Linked DNA regions of Mus musculus: region 2 is linked to region 1. A link is a contact called in public HiChIP or PLAC-seq data. All regions are on one chromosome and are shown on one strand. The core of a region is the stretch at or near the end of the contact, and the rest is flanking DNA. Distances in the headings are between cores, read along the strand shown. Region 1 holds the start of Mobp (myelin-associated oligodendrocytic basic protein). Region 2 holds the start of D830035M03Rik (RIKEN cDNA D830035M03 gene).

Region 1 (2,700 bases), core at 122-2,621:
TATTTACTGTGTTTTTATGACTTGACCCATGTGCCATGTGCCAGGACAAACAGTTGCCAGTTCTCCCATGGAAACCCCACATTCATAGGATTCTCATGCCAGTGTGACACCCATTTTAAAGTTAGCTCTCATGAGTTGCCATAGTTTCCCTGTGAAACCCCACATTCCAAGGAGACAGACTGGCTGCTCAGAGTAACATAAAACTCTACCCCATTTTAGCTCTCATGAACATAGCTTGTTGTTGCTGTTGTCGTCATCATCGTCGTTGTTGTTGTCGTCGTTGGATAAAAGCAAAACAATTTTGCTCCAATCCCAACTCCGGGTTCCTCACATTGATTAACAAAATATACCTTTCCTATGGCAAAATGGTTTTTTTGGCAACAAAAAAGCATTATCCTTCAATTTAAAATTATAACATAAAAATTATAACATACAAATTATAAACATACCTTCTAAATATACTCATTTCCACATCTATTTCCTGTCTAAGCCATAGGCCATAGGTTTTTAAATTGACAGATAAAATATCCATACAATGCCATCCACCCCTGCCATGATTCTCTCTCACAGCTTTGTCTACAGCAGAGCCTCTTTATGCTCTGTAGCCTCCTTAATCCTTTGGATTCAGTCTATAACCTGCATAGATATAGATCCATTGTAGCGTGACCTGTAATGTTTGATCTGGGAGTTAATACTAGTCATTAAATTTCGCGTATAAAACCCCATGTCTGCCAGTGGTCTGTTATCAAAGGAAATCAGGATCACTCAGCAAGTGGCAGCCAATGAAACTGATGTAATACTTGAGAGCATATAGTTTATGCATTGCGGAAAGATGTAAGTGTATTGCTCCATGTCTCTAGCACAGTTAGGGGATGGCCATTCTGTGGGTTGAGCAGGCATGTGGTATGGAGGGACTTGGCACAGGCGATCGGCTATGGATAGAGTGGCATGGATAGAGTGGCGGGAATGGCTTTGGAGAGGGGTGATGCTTTGCGTGGGGTGTTGATTATGTGGTGGTGGGATGCTGGAGTGAGCCTGTAGGTTGTGGTGTGGATGCAGGGTGGGTGTGTGCATGTGTGACGTGCCTTTAGCTTTTGTTCAGATGTTTCTTTTACTCTTTGTCTTGGTCTTTGTTCCCATCTTTGTTGGCCTTTGTTTTCTTTTTGTTTCACTCTTTGTTTCAACTTTCTTTAGCTTTTGTTTGGTCTTTCTTTAGCCTTTTGTTAAACTCTGTGTGGCCTTTGTGCGGGCCTTTGTGTAGCTTTTGTTGTAAAGTACATCTTGGCTGAGGACCCATCAAAAACACTTTCTGTAATGAAAACTCAGACGTAGAGCCTCTCCCTATATATTCCTCGTGTACTGAGGTCGCCCAGCTCCACCAGGGCCCGCTATCCACAGGAACCTTTCACAACAGCCATTACTCGCAGGTAAGAGGATTCCAGAGCTCTGGTTCACCCTGTACCTCACGTGGGAAGGGTACACACTCCTATGGGTCACAGGGGAAGCTATCACAATGAGAGTAGGAGGTGGGAGGACGCAGAAGAGAGAGAGAAAGAACAGTCGTTTATTCTGATCTGGGCAAAGGGACCTTTGGGAACATTCCTCCTAACGCCCCAGGTTTGTCTGCTCCAGGAAAGACCTTGGATTTTCATGTTTGGATACCTTTGTTGTTGGAGAGAGAGATCGATGGTGTTGTTGGTGTTTCCCCTAGTCCCAATTTCTTTTTCAATTGATTGGCATGACTTAAAAATGAGTTTTTGTGGGGCTTCGCTCCTCCCTGAGGATTTACATACAGTTAATGGTTAATGGGGAAGAGAGATGTTGTCTTTAGTCATGTAACCATGTAGCACTGCTAAGATGCCCGCACACCTGGCAACAGAATCTCACTCATGCTCCTGTAAGGAGCCCTAATGAAACTCACCAGATCTTAACCTCCCCCAAACCCATGGAAACAGAGGGAAGGCCAATTAGGAAGTGGGGGAATCCTAGGAGCAGGAAAAGAGAGAGAGAGGGAGAGGGAGAGGGAGAGGGAGAGGGAGAGGGAGAGGGAGAGGGAGAGGGAGAGGGAGAGGGAGAGGGAGAGGGAGAGGGAGAGGGAGAGGGAGAGGGACAGGGAGAGGGAGAGGGAGAGGGAGAGGGAGAGGGAGAGGGAGAGGGAGAGGGAGAGGGAGAGGGAGAGAAAGGCATGGAGTTACAGACAGTTGTGAGCTGCTATATGGGTGCTGGGATTTGAACAGAGCAGTCAGTGCTCTTCACCACTGAGCCATCATTGCTCCAGCCCCGAAACAAAGGCATGGATATGACTGAAATACATTATGTACTTGTGCAAAAATGTTGCAACAAAAGCCATGATTATGTACAAAGAATATATGCCAACAACAACAAAACATTTAAAAAGGAGTAAAGTTCAAAAAGAAATATAAGTGAGTTTTCCTTCTCATCTGGAAACAGCTGCTTCCCTTAAACACACAGCTGGATTTGTATCGGGGTGTGCAGCCCCGACGGCTAAGTCCTCACCTTGAGTGAAGTCACGTAAATGCCTCATCTCACACAGAAGCTTTCGGAAATCCTGGGAGTCTTCAGTCTTTGTCTGAGAGAAAAAGTAAAAGAGAAATCGTGTGTCGGGGGAATGAAGCAATGCACTTGGCTAGAACATTAGGAAAAAAGTGGAGAAAAGGTTTTGAACGCTGTGAACAAAAC
Region 2 (2,700 bases), core at 62-2,561, 340 kb after region 1:
AATTTATATAATTTATTAAAAACTTCTCAAGGACTGGTGAGGTGGCTCAGGCTTGCTGATGGCCTGACAACCTGAGTTCCTGCTCCAGGACCTACATGAAGGTGGAAGATGCTCAAGACTATTAATTCAAATATTCGTAAGCTAGAGTTTTTCAAACCATGGTATAAGAATAAAACTGAGTAAGTAGTGTGCCTGAAACCTGACTGGTGGATGTAGGGGCATACAAGTGTATTCATTTTTACAACCCTAAAGCAACAGGCCATGCATAGAAACATTAGGAGCGGCCACTTTGTACAATAGAAGTCACTGAAACATGAGCACTACACTCCAGATATTCATTTCCTTTTTTAAACTACAGTAATGGACTTCGAGAGACTTCCCAGGAGTTGCTGCTCTTACACAAGACCTGGGTTCTGTTCCCATGGTCTCATAACCAGCTGTTATTCCAGTTCCAGGGGATATGACACCCTCTTCTGGCCTCTATGGTACATACACCCAACCACATAAAAATAAAATCTTTTTAAAAAGGAAATTGTAGTAGCGATTGGACCTACTGCTACATCTTGTTGAATGGATTGCTAGACAGAAACATAGTATGTATGCTATCTATGGCTTCTAATGTCTTGCATCAGGCCTCCAATACTATTTCAACACGAAGGCAACAGGTTTGACCTACAAAAAGGTTAAGAATTCCAAATTTTTAGTCTACTGCTTTGGTCTAGAAAGCCAACCACCTGCATAGGTGGTTTACATAGGTTAAGACGGTTCTCCACTGTCCACTGATGGTTGTGCACGGTTACTCTTTACAGTTACTTCATCTGCTCGCTCACACTCACCTAGCAACCACCAGACACCCATCCTGCACGGGACTTGCATCCGACCTTAGGAGGCTCCGCAGAGGAGAGCTCGGGCGGGATGGTAGCGCGTTCTCTCCACGCACACCTGACTCTGCTAGAGGCTAGGTCGTGACACCTGAGACAAACAGGTTAAGCTTAGTAGAGACTGCAGCATCGGAATCCCGGGGCTTGGAGGAAGGGAGAATTCCCAGGTGGCACCCACAAGGGTTCTGCAAGGAACTCAGGGGTCTCGGGAACCCTGGGGGCTGGGGAGGGCGGCGGAGGCGCAGAGCGCGGTCCCCGCTGGTTGCAAGTCCAGACCCCCGGGGGCACGTTTCTCGCCGTTGCACCCGGAAGCGCCTCCGCCCGGCGCCTCGGGCGGGACGGACCGCGGCTGCCCGCAGTGGGCTCCCGCCCGCTCCTCGCTGGCCCCCGGCTCGGCGCTCCGGGGCGGACGCGCGGTGCGTGCGGACGGTCACGTGGCGGCGGCGCGCGGGGCTAAATACGCGGCGCCGGCCATTTTGTGCGAGAAGCCGCAGCGCCGCCTCCCTGCTCGCGCCCCACCGCCGCCTCCGCGTCTTCCTGCGCCCCGGGCTTCCGCCGCTTCATTGATTTCCGTTTCTCGCCGCTGCAGCCTCCTGACACGGTGATCCGGGCGGGCCCCGCGGGAATTCTATCCTCTCACCGGCCTCACACTAGTGTCGCATGTCCACTATCCAGAACCTCCAATCTTTCGGTAAGGGCCAGTGGCCGGCCGCCGCCCGCGTCCCTCTGGGCTTTGTCTCGGCGCCCAGAAGATGGCGACGGGGGGCTCCCCGCGACCCTAGCCCGGGGGATGCCCCTCTCCGGGCCTCGGACACGGCCTTAAGTGGGCCTGCGACTCCGTAGAGGCGAGGGCCCGACCGGCAGGCGCTTGGGGAACTTGACACTGGCAGGAAGACAAGGGTCTCGGGGACTCACAGGACGGTCGGGGGACACGCCAGGGCTGCAGGGGGACCCGCCAGAGGCTGGGGGGACTGACAGAAAGGCCGGGGGCTTCAGAGACCCGTAAGGGAGCTACAGTACTTGCCAGGGCTGCAGAGACTAGGACTAGGGGCTTGCAGGGAACCTGACAGTGACAAGACGCTGGGAGTCTCTGGTGTTATCTCTCTTGTGGCCTCGGGGCTGGCCAGGGCTTTGCAAGGAGACTGGAGGGGTGGGGCCCAGAAGCTGGAGAACCTGACAGCTTTAGGGTGACTGCGAGACCTGTGACTCTCAGACGACTCACAAGTGTGTGTGTGTGTGTGTGTGTGTGTGTGTGTGTGTGTGTGTGTGTTGGGGCATGGGGGGCGGGGGGTGGCCTTGCTCAGTCCTTGCTGGGAGGGAAGGGAAGTTAAGGGCTTAGAGGATCTGCGACTCAGTCGGCCAGGACTGGAGGGGGGGGGGGTGCCAGAGAGACCTGTCACTGACCGGAGCTGGGGTGGGGCTGGACCCAGCTGGTTTTAAGCAGCCCCCAGAGGCGTCTGTTTGAAACACTTAGGAGAGAGGCCTCTGATTTGACTTGGAAGTGGCCCTGTTGTCTCTGCTTGCAATCATTTTGTAAATTACACCTCGTGAGGTTGCATGTATATGTTTATATGTGTTTTATAAGGCTCAGTTACTATGTTAACTAATTGGGGTGGGTGTTTTTGAATGTTGTAGTCGAAAAATAGTGGCGGTGACGCATGTTCTTGTGGCGGCTGTATGAAGGCTGTATGAAATTAGGGTTTCGTAAATGTTTTCTGTCTCATTTGCTGGTGGCTTCCACAGTGGTGGTCTCTACTTTTAAGCTCAGATATCGGCATACAGAGCCTGCTTAGGTTTTTCTCCTTTGAAAAACTTATTA

Evidence for each region. HiChIP or PLAC-seq counts read pairs in DNA pulled down with a chosen protein or histone mark.
Region 2: an H3K4me3 HiChIP or PLAC-seq map of forebrain shows a contact between it and region 1, with 6 times the contacts expected there. The contact joins the promoter of D830035M03Rik here to the promoter of Mobp in region 1. A contact is called at or near these places in 19 of 39 promoter capture datasets (the 3T3-L1 cell line, 3T3-L1-derived adipocytes, the C10 cell line and 12 more), 2 of 15 datasets of contacts at CTCF or cohesin (embryonic stem cells and stem cell-derived epiblast-like cells), 45 of 484 Hi-C or Micro-C datasets (B cells, the Ba/F3 cell line, the C10 cell line and 26 more), 16 of 115 datasets of contacts at active chromatin or transcription factors (PVALB interneurons, T-cell acute lymphoblastic leukemia, craniofacial prominence and 12 more) and 2 of 9 other capture datasets (adipose tissue and embryonic stem cells).

Annotation. Positions count from the first base shown.
Region 1 is chr9:120,148,371-120,151,070 of GRCm38.p6, forward strand. It overlaps Mobp (myelin-associated oligodendrocytic basic protein), which reads left to right and starts at 1,372. Exons shown (of 4, transcript NM_001039365.3): 1 at 1,372-1,427.
Region 2 is chr9:120,491,270-120,493,969 of GRCm38.p6, forward strand. D830035M03Rik (RIKEN cDNA D830035M03 gene) reads right to left here and starts at 1,312. Exons shown (of 2, transcript NR_166642.1): 1 at 837-1,312. Eif1b (eukaryotic translation initiation factor 1B) reads left to right here and starts at 1,337. Exons shown (of 4, transcript NM_026892.3): 1 at 1,337-1,572. The coding sequence starts at 1,542.